Regions from separate parts of the Mus musculus genome. Here region 2 is linked to region 1. A link is a contact called in public Micro-C data. All regions are on one chromosome and are shown on one strand. Each heading gives the region's core, a stretch centred on a gene start, on an enhancer-like site or on the middle of the called end of the contact. The rest is flanking DNA. Distances are from core to core; before and after follow the strand shown.

Region 1 (4,937 bases), core at 2,288-4,787:
CAAGTCTTATAAAGGACAACATTTAACTGGGGCTGGCTTACAGGTTCAGAGGTTCAGTCCACTATCATCAAGGTGGGAGCATGGCAGCATCTAGGCAGGCATGGTGTAGGAGGAGCTGAGAATTCTACATCTTCATCTGAAGGCTGCTAGAAAAATACTGGCTTCCAGGCAGCTAGGATAAGGGTCTTAAAGCCCACACCCACAGTGACACACCTAGTCCAACAGGTCACACCTTCTAATAGTGCCACTCCCTGGCCTGAGCATATACAAACCATCACAGTGGGTGTTCTAGGTCAAGCTCAGAGAGCAAATCCACCCTCCTGCATGTTCACACTCTATTTAGCCCCTTCATCAGCTTGGATGGTATCCACCCATAGTGGATCTTACCAGTTCAACCTACCAATGAATAGGCTACTCTCTCTTTGAAATTTCCTCCCAGAGCCACACAGACACAATGAAAGCTTTACCATCTCAGATCTATTGGGTGTCAACTTGACACCTGTGTGTATCTCCTCAGATGATACTTAGCCACCGGTCAGACGCTCTCAACGTCTTAATGATACCTAATATGATATAAGTAGGCTGCGCAAAATTTCAAGCTCACTAATCCCTCACCAGGAGAGAGGGAAAAGCTTTCGAGTGACATATTCTGTAATCTAGACTGTAAAACTTAACTGTCCTCATCCCCCATAAAACACCCTGACCACACCAGTTAGTTTTATGTCAACTTGACACGAGCTTGAGCCGTTTGGGAAAAGGGACTCTCGATTGAAAAGATGACTCCATAAGATTGGCCTGTAGTCAAGTCTGTCGGGCATTTTCTTGATGAATGGTTTATGTAGGAGGGTCCATCCACTGTGGGCAGGGCTGCCCGCCTCTGGGCCGGTGGAGCTGGGTTGTACATAGGGCTGAGCAAGCTAGGGGATCGAACCCGTAAGCATCGTTCCTCCTCAGCCTCTGCTTCAACTCCTGCCTTGAGTCCCTGCCCAGGCTTCCCTCAGGGGCTCACTGTGCTGTGGAACAGAGGCTGAAATAAGCCTCTCCTCCCCAGATGCTTTGATCATGGTGATTGATCACGGAAACAGACTTGGGGGTGGTTATTCTAGTTCACTACTCAAGGTTACAGGGAAATAAAGTCAAGACAGTAGGAACTGAGAAGTCATGTCATATCATGTCACATCGTGAGGTCAAGACAGCAAATCCATGCCTGGCTGCTTCTCAGATGACCTTCGCCACTCTTATACACAACCCAAACCCATTTTCAGGCTGGATTTTCACCATGAATTAAAGCAATCAAGATAATCTTCCATAGACATTCCCACAGGTCAATCTATTTAGAAACCTCCACATTGAGACTTTCTTCCCTGGCGATTCTAATGTAGCACCTTGGCCACCCCAACTGTAACACTTACCACCACTCAAATTCTTATGTAAAGTTGGCATGTTGTGTGCTGTCATTTAAGAGAAGGAAGCAGAGCGTTTTATTGTGTTGACACACAAGCATATCCATAGCCATTGGATATAGCCAGCTCTTGGACCTGGACCTGTCTGAAGGCTACAGCTGCCTCACCGCCTCTTCTGCTTTCCCCTCTCAGTCTCCAAGCCGCTCTACCTCATCACTGCCTTGTGGGGTGATCCACGCCATCTTTCCTAAAGGATCTAGACCCCAGAATCTGACTTGAGTTGGGTTTCTGTCCTTTGGGCAGATTAAACAGGTTCGTGGTTAGCTGCAAGCCACCAATAATGTGTCAGTATCACATTGAGGAAAGAAAGAAAAGCTCTTGCCCTTGGAGTCATTTAGCCAAGAGGGATTTCAGATTCAAATTCTCCACTCCATGCTCCCTAGGCCTTCTGTCTTCTGTCTACATGAGTCCAAGCCTGTGCCTGACTGAAGGCTATCCTTCGGATCGTTCCCTGTATCTGTCACATGGCTGTGTCTGTCTCTGTGTCTGTGAGTGGCGTGACTGTTCTACCTAACACAGGCCTTTGCTCTGCCTTTATTGAGAGTCATGGAAAGCATCTCTCGGGGAAGGAATGGGATTCTTTTCAGAAATCTTTAACGGAGGTTTTATAAGGGATGAAGTCACTGGCTCCAACTGGTCCTAACTGTCTCAGACAACAAACATCACTGCTTATTGGCCAGCGTCCATAAGTGGATGCCATCCACCTGTAGGATAGATTTTAAGAAGTTGCCTTCAACTTCTGTGTTTGCTGTTTAAAGCAAATGATACATATGCCTTGTTCCAGGTTGGGGGCATAGAAGAGTGCATAACTTAAGATTGCAGCTATGCATTAGCTTCGGTTGTAAAAGCTGATTACATGGGAAATCCTAGGCAAGCAAGCTTGGTTATTACAGTGTTCTCTTAGAGGCAGACTAAACAAACAGTTTGAGTCCACAGTAGGATAGCAGCCTTAAGTCTTAAGTGACCTCAAGGTGCATTATTAACTCTGGCTGTGAGGTCCAGCAGAAGTTCCAGTCTTGTAGAATATAAGAGATAATTTTATTATAGTGCATCGCCGTAGTCCTTGACTTTGTGTGCAAGGCATGGTAATGTTGCGATGCATTGTGGGTCCTCCTGTGCTGCAGGCAGACTCCTTACCACCTCCTTTGCGATAACCTACTTTATTTTCTCTTGGGACATTAAAGCAGACACCGACAGTAACTCACTTTTAACTCAGAATTATGAAGGATCCCAAAGGGGTCAGATCAAGTCTTCATATCCACTTCCGTGCAGCCGAGTTCTTGCTCTGTGCTGGAACTATCTCCTTCCCTCTGGCACTAAGATTTCAAGCCAAGCAGAGCATTCAGTCAGAAGAATGGGGAAAAAAGAAAGATGTTGCCAACGTGCCACTAGGGATTCCAGTGAGTGGCACCATCCCATGTCCACTCTTTGATCTCTGATCTGGGATCCCTAGGGTTTTAATCTCGGATGTCTCCCATGGGAATTCCCAGTATTGATCCCAGGTGGTGGTACTGTTGAGAGGGGACATGGAGCTTTTAGGAGGAGGCGGGGTCCAGCTGGGAGAATCAGGTTGTGGGGGTGGGCCTTTGAAGCTCATGGCGGCCTCTGGGCCAGTGCTTTCTTTATCTTCCCACGATGGGAACAGGATTCTCCATCTGTTTTGTCTCTTGGTGACTGAGCTTCTCTTCCCTCCATGGGCCCTTCATGGACCACTGCCCCCAAACCGGGAGCCACGAGAGAGACAGCTCCAGACAGATGATGTTAATTCAGGATATCTAAGTCCCAAGGAGAATCTCCGGGGTAGTCATGATTATTCAAAGCACTGAATAGTAAGCTTGGCTTCCTGGCAATGTGCTCAGGTTAGCCCCCTTCTCCCTCCTGGCACCATCATTAGGCCCTGATCGCAGTTAGCAAAAGGAAGAGCCTGTGCAAACAGACACATTTCTGCACCACCCAAGCCCTGTCGATCTTTCTGGCATTTCTCAGATATTTTCTTGGTTGTGTCAGGAGGATTGCTCATCGTTGGTTTTGACTCATGTCTCAAAATCAAGGAGAGACATTAGCTGTCCCTGTCTTGCGGTTTTTCTCAACACAGCTAGCATGCCTGGGCGTGAGAAGGTACTGGGACGGGGAGAAGGACCAGGTGGAGGCAGGGCAGAGCCTGGAGCCAGGGTCTTCACCTATGCCCATCCGAAAGCATCTCAAATGTGCACAATGCTACGCCCTTGCCTGGAAAGCACAGGCTGGGCTTGAATAGCTTCTCCCTGGCTCCCGGATGCTGTAAGCAGGAATCTTCTAGTCTGGAATAACTCATGAGTCAGTCACAGTTTGGTTTTCAAACCGCTCTCCCTTGGTCAAAATCCCAGGTTATCTGAGTGCCATTAGCAAGGCTGAGCATTCGTGTCGTCCTTGAAACCACTGGCTTCCTGGGAAAGGTCCCGAGGTTCCAGTAATCAAGAGACACTGGAGCAGAGACCAACAGGCTTCTCGCTTAGTCTGCACCCCACCGTTGCCAATCAAAGCCACCAAGATGACTCTATTTTGATGTCAAACTAGCAGACATGATTTTGTGCAAAGTGGACTCTCCTCCCCAACCCCCTTTTGAGACAGGGTCCAGTCAGGCCTTGCGTTGATTATGTAGCAGAGCAGCAAGCGAACACACCCGCTTTTACTCAGTACTCAGACTAAAGCACACTAGGCAAGCTGTCTGTCGACTGAGCCACCCGCCACCTAGGCTCCGAGTAGATTTTTAAAAGAGTAAATAAAGAGATCCGTTTAAATTCCCACTCAGCAGTACTTTGATGTCCAAGATTAGAAATTGCTTCCTTGTATATTATTTCTGCACCTGCTGGAATGTGATTCCTGCCGTGTATCCACTTGGCAGCGCTGACTCTTGTTAAAACAGGTACTTTGTTAAGGAGGAAGCAGCTCTTTCCTGCCTGTGGCCCCCGTGGCAGTCCTGTCCGAGGATCTGCTGCCACCTACTGGACACATGAAGAGTAGCACTGACAGGCGAATCCCCAAAAGTTGCACTGACTTTCTGAGTTGGTGATTGATAAGAGGGGGGTCTTGTCCAGCATAGAGAGGGGCCCACTGGCCAGGCACGTTCATCTTTGTGTTAGGGGCTTGGTGATATGATAGACCCTCCCTTCCTGCTCTTGTCTTCCTCTTCTTCCTCCCATATCCTCTGACCTCCTGGTAATGCTTGTGTTTATTTAACATGGTCCGGGCTAAAAGATATGAACCAGAAGAGCCAACGGCCACCTTCTGGACATTGCTTCATGATCATCTGTGTGACCTACCCTACTTCAGGATGTCCTTATCTGTGTGACCCATCCCCCAGGTATACCCCATGACACGTGCAGGAGGGCTGGCCGAAGGCTGGGTTGGTGTTACAGGGACGGCATATTCCAGGGCTGAGATTCATATGATGGGCCCTGGAAATCCTGGTGCAAGTCAGGGAACCCAGGGCTG
Region 2 (5,073 bases), core at 1,075-3,574, 98 kb before region 1:
TAGGTTCTTTCTACTGGCCCTGTGGCTTCCACATTAGTACTACTTAGAGTAACTAACAAACTCAGGTTCTCCAGCTCGTGCGGAAAGCCCTACTTGAGCTGGCTCTCCTCACCTAAATGTTGTAAATCAATGATCATTGTTGATCACTCACATTTGTCCTAATAACGCACAAGAGACCTCATATGCCTTTACCCAGTTGTCTGTAATGAAAAGATTTGGTGAATGCAGCATTTCAACATCAAGGCCAGCGTACCTCCTTCACCATGGACATCCCCCCGTTTTTGTTTTATAACCAATGCCTCACCCCTAATCCCAGGCTCTACTCTCCAGTGACCACTAATCTAGTCTCTGTTGTGGAATTGTGTTATTGTAAGCGTGCCATAGACATGGGACAGTATTAGATGAAGCCCACGAGACTGGCTTTTCCCACTCAGTACAGCTTCCTGGAGAGTGACGCAGCTCCTCTCGGTTGGTACCATTTGCTCTGCAGGCTGGTATATCCTGGTATGATGTACCATCATGGTGGGTTTACCTGTTTACTCACACTGGATAGCCATTCTGAGACACTTCCAGCTTGGACATACCAAGTAAAACTGCTGTGAACGTTGTATTGAAGCTTTTGTGTGACCATGAGTTTTGCTTCTGGGGAGGAAATGCCCAAGAGTCTAGCTGCTGCACTGTTGATAATTGCATAGTGCCTACAGGTTTTCCTGGGGTCGGCCTGTGTTTTCCATTTCCATCAGGTGTGTGGGACCCAGTTCCTCTGTCTTCTTGCAGGCATCCTGTATGGTCGCTTTAGTGTTCCGATGGGTGTTCACTGGTGTCACGTGACACGGAGCATCAGAGTTCTTTTGCCTTTTACATCTCTGGCCTTTTACCCGGTTTCTCACTGGACCATTTCTTACTGGTTTTGAGCATTCCTCATATATTGTAGATATAGCTTTATGATAGCTGTGTGATGTGTTAGAACCTTATAAATCTTTAGCCAGCTTTCTATCCCCTTAAGGTTTCGCAGAGAAGTCTGTAATCAATGACACCAAGCCCATCCACCGTCGCAATCACGCCTTCTGCGTCTGGTGTCATTTTGAAGAACCGTTTTCCCAGATTGCAAATATTTTTCCTCTGTGTTTTCTAAACAGCTTCAAATCCACAGTGCACCTTGAATTTACCTCTGGGAGGTTTGGAGTTTACAGTGTAACGTTCCGTGCGAGGATGGTGACTGTCGCAGGTGACTTTTCCCGGGGAGATAGGAACAAACATCTCTTCATCCCTGAGAAGTCTCTGACAGCAAGCCCAGCTTGCTGAGCAGTGAGCTTATGGAGGTTGCTTATAGGAGCTTTAGGTGCTTCAGAGGTGACTGCAATTGTCAAAAAGCCCCACCCCCAAGACTGGAACGCTCCACAGCTTGGGAGCAGAGCCGCCTGAAGTCTCACCTACCTACCCCAACAATTGCTTGTGCTTCTGTAGCCTTGCGGGACAGGGAAACTTGTGAATCCTGTAATTTTCTGAACCTGCAAAATTACAGCAACTTCTCTCTCCCATCCTGGAGGGTGTGGCTCAGTTAGGGGATGGCTCCACTACAGCCACTATATTATAACTGTATAATAACAGTTATCCCTGCAACCTATTTCCCAGCAGCTGAGGCCTCTTGTGGCTGTTAGGGGCAACTGGCTACCTTACTGTTTATTCTTCCTTTCCCTCAGGGCTAGCTCTCTGCTTCCTGGGTGGCCTCTTAGTACTGGTCTGTCCCTTATAGGAGAGCAACCCTCCTCACCGAGGCTGAGAATGGCAGCTGTAGCTACACCAAATAGAATCAGTAACTGTCGCCACCCTGAGTGTGATTCTGGGAGGATGCTCATCTCCTAGTCAATTTTTTTTAATCATCGAAAATAGATCAGTGCATAGAAACAGCCATTCCAGACTGTTCACTTGCCAGTTTTCCAGTTCCTAAAGAAACAGCTCACAGTAGACGGTTGGGGGAAAGTTTTAAACGAAAAATCATGATCAGTTTGTGCCCTAAGCAGAGCCTGAGATACAGTCAGAGCAGCGAATCATTTATTTTGGATGATGATGAGCTGGGAACTCAACTGAGTAAGAGAGGAGTAGTAAGAAGAAACCTAGGCAGGGCCAGTGATCAGGTCCGTGGGAGGGGAGGAGCCTCGCCTGCTGGAATCCCCCTGTGATTCTAGTATAAGATTCAATGGCAGAGGACAGAGAAGCTAGGTCATGTGTTCTCCTGACCATTCCTCTTTGGCTGTGCATACTCTGTGCTGAAGCAAGCTCTTTTGTGAGGGAGGCAATCCTGTGGGGCCAGCCAGGTACCAGATGAACATGGCTGGCACTGGCTGTGGCATGCAGGTGTGCTTCCTGAGGGCCACTGCAAGTTGGGGGCAAGCTTCTGCATGCAAGTCACCTGCATTCACTCGGCAGGGAGGACGAGAGCACTTGGCTACCTGAAGTCCACGCTCCATCTCCCTGGAGCAATGCCCATGATCACAACGACTCCCATCACCATTATGAATCAAGGCTGCCAGTGAAGCTCTGCTGCTGTCCCTCAGCCTGACACCTGATTTGTAAGTGACTTATATGATTCCATTGGGAACTCAGCAGAGTCCTATTGACATTGCCATTCCTTTTCTCTGTTCATGGGTCCATAACTGAAGGAGAGAACTGGTCCTTCAGCTGGAGTCCCATGTCTCTTACCATCCCACAGGCATTCCAGAATCTAGCTCCCAGCCCAGGTTATCTACCAACTTCTGAGTCGGGCTGTAGAGGAATAACCCCTGTGGAAATTCCTGGCTGGGGGTAGGGGTATCTGGTCAGAATTGGTCCCACTTTTCTGGGTCACACACAGTGGACATGCTACATAGCTCTCGTGCTCTCAGGAATGGAGAGCTATTCCCTCAGGACTGGAGCAGTTGACAGTTGGTTGGGGTGATTCACTGTCTTCTTGTCTCAAACCCTCCCCCACCCCTACTTTGCTGGTACAGTAGAGGTGGCTCCTGTCCCCAAGAAGTCATGTTAGCATCTTGAGACTATCCATTAGGAATTCCCACTCACTAAATTAGAAGCTCACTATTTCTTTTGTTACAAAAATGAGTGCCCCCAGAGAGGGACCTCCCCAGAGAGTCACCTCAGAGAGGCAGCCAGTAAAATGAGTCCTGCAAGGCGCCTTGCTGTGAGAGATCTTGCTGGCAGAGCCCTCTCTCCCAGGAGTGAAGTGCATCCTCACAGGGCCTCAGCCGCTGGCTGCCATTTGAAAAGCAACACTTCTGTAGAGCTAACAAGAGCACTTGACATTTTCAGAGGCTTCGAGGAGGACTCGAGTTGTTCTTGTTCGTCGGTTAACTGTGCCAGGAATTTAGATGATTGGTGAATCTCAGCTGCGTGTCTGTGGTGAGATGCCTCGGTTAATGACTCCACAGAGTGATGTGTTTTACAACATTCAAGGGCTGCCACACAGTGAACTCAGATACTCGGGCCTTTGTTGCCAGAACATTGCATGGCGCAGGCATAGGAAGCATGTCGCCATTTTCCTACGCAAAACTGAAAACAGTAACACAGCCTAGACTGATGGAGGGACACATGACAGCATGCCTCAACCTCCTGTGGTTTTAGCCTGGGCTTTTTTGTCTGCATGCAGCCCTGTGTCTCCACCTCCTGCATGCCTTGCCTGGACTGCAAGTAACTGTGTCAAAGCTTCCGGGTCTGTTCAGCCCGGCCAGCCCCTGTTTAGAAACACCTAGCATGGGGTCATTGTCTCCCAGCTGATTATCTTAACCTTGAGTGACAGCCACCCAACTATCTGTCCATGGAAGGACCGCTACCGATCAGATCCACACTTACCTCAGTTGGTTCAGACGATGCTGGAAACAGGGAGATGAGACTGGTATCAGACTCTGGGAAGCTGTGTTTTCAGCTCTACAGCCCCCTCTTGTTTTGAGGTGTAATTTATGAGAAGGTAATACAGTGTTGGGAATCCCAGCGCTGTCTCTGGGGTCAGGTCAAGGTCCCAGGCCTAGGACTCTGTCAGCAAGAGCGCACACAGCGCAGGTGCCTGAACGCCCTGGGGCCCCCTTTGGAGCTGGTGCTTGCTCCATGCTTCACCTCAGTGTGCATTTTGTTTCTGTAAGTGAATAGTCTCAAGTTCATTATTTTTCCGGGACACAAGGCAAGCACACTTGCATCCCTTGTGTTATGGTTCCGATGGATCACCCAAGAGCATACTGGGAACTTGATCTTCAAGATGATAGGGGGCGGGGCTGATGAGAAGCAAATGGTCCAAGAAGGTGAGGTAAATTAATACCGCTCTGTGGAAGTAGGCCTGTGACTGTGGGGTGGGCTTAGCCCCTCCCCATTTTTTCAGTCTCTGTTTGCTTTGATTCTCTGCCTTCCCTCCTCCTCCTCAGGCCACACCACCCTCTCCCATAGATATAGTACAGTATCTAACATGTGTAGATGCTGCTGGCTTCTGGACTGTGAATCACGGTGTTTCTGTTCACTGTAAATTATTCTGTCTGTGGCGCTCTGACATAGCAGCACAGAACAGACTGTCACTTGGCTTGGCCCTGCTTGAGGTGACAGCAGCCGCTGCAGATAGCTAGCCTAAAAGTGTGAGCTCCCCGCTCCGGATGGCTTCCCCTACATTTGGCTGGTGGCCTCTGAGCTGGCTCTTCCAGGGACTCCAGACCAACCAGCCCATCTTACTGGTCTCTCTTCAGCCCTTCCTAACTGCCTCTGCTTCATCCTTGTGGCTTGTGCCACCCTGAGGGCTTAGGTCTTTGACTCTTCAGGGACTTGCATCCCTGTCCTTGTCTCTCAATTGTCAGCTGAATCTCTGAAACTCTCAACATGTGCCTGCAGGCCAGCCTCTCTCCTACAGCACCGGGCAGACAATCATTGTATTCCAGTGTATTCCAGTGGCCCAGGTTATGCTTGGCTGATGGAGGACTTGACTATGGCTCTGTTCTTGGGGAGCCCTGAGCGGAGGAAATGACCCATTTGTAGCTGTCTGACTGTGAAGTGAACAGCCCAGTTGAATCATGGGGTTTGCCAGGAACTCAAAGTTCTGCT

The links. Hi-C and Micro-C count contacts between places; a contact is called where the count stands out from the background.
Region 2: a contact with region 1 is called in a Micro-C map of embryonic fibroblasts, with 5 times the contacts expected there. The contact joins the promoter of BB123696 here to the enhancer-like site in region 1. A contact is called at or near these places in 11 of 484 Hi-C or Micro-C datasets (adipose-derived mesenchymal stem cells, bone marrow-derived macrophages, cerebellar granule neurons and 6 more) and 1 of 115 datasets of contacts at active chromatin or transcription factors (embryonic stem cells).

Annotation. Positions count from the first base shown.
Region 1 is chr13:52,658,136-52,663,072 of GRCm38.p6, reverse strand. No RefSeq gene overlaps it. Among named protein-coding and RNA genes, the nearest start is that of Syk, 64 kb to the right of the region's middle. Within about 2 kb of position 3,537, at least 60 of the 459 cell types and tissues checked have an H3K27ac peak or open chromatin away from gene starts, as enhancers often do. A contact at or near this core is called in adipose-derived mesenchymal stem cells, embryonic fibroblasts, muscle stem cells and 1 more, where this site is marked.
Region 2 is chr13:52,754,456-52,759,528 of GRCm38.p6, reverse strand. BB123696 (expressed sequence BB123696) reads left to right here and starts at 2,324. Exons shown (of 3, transcript NR_027893.1): 1 at 2,324-2,573.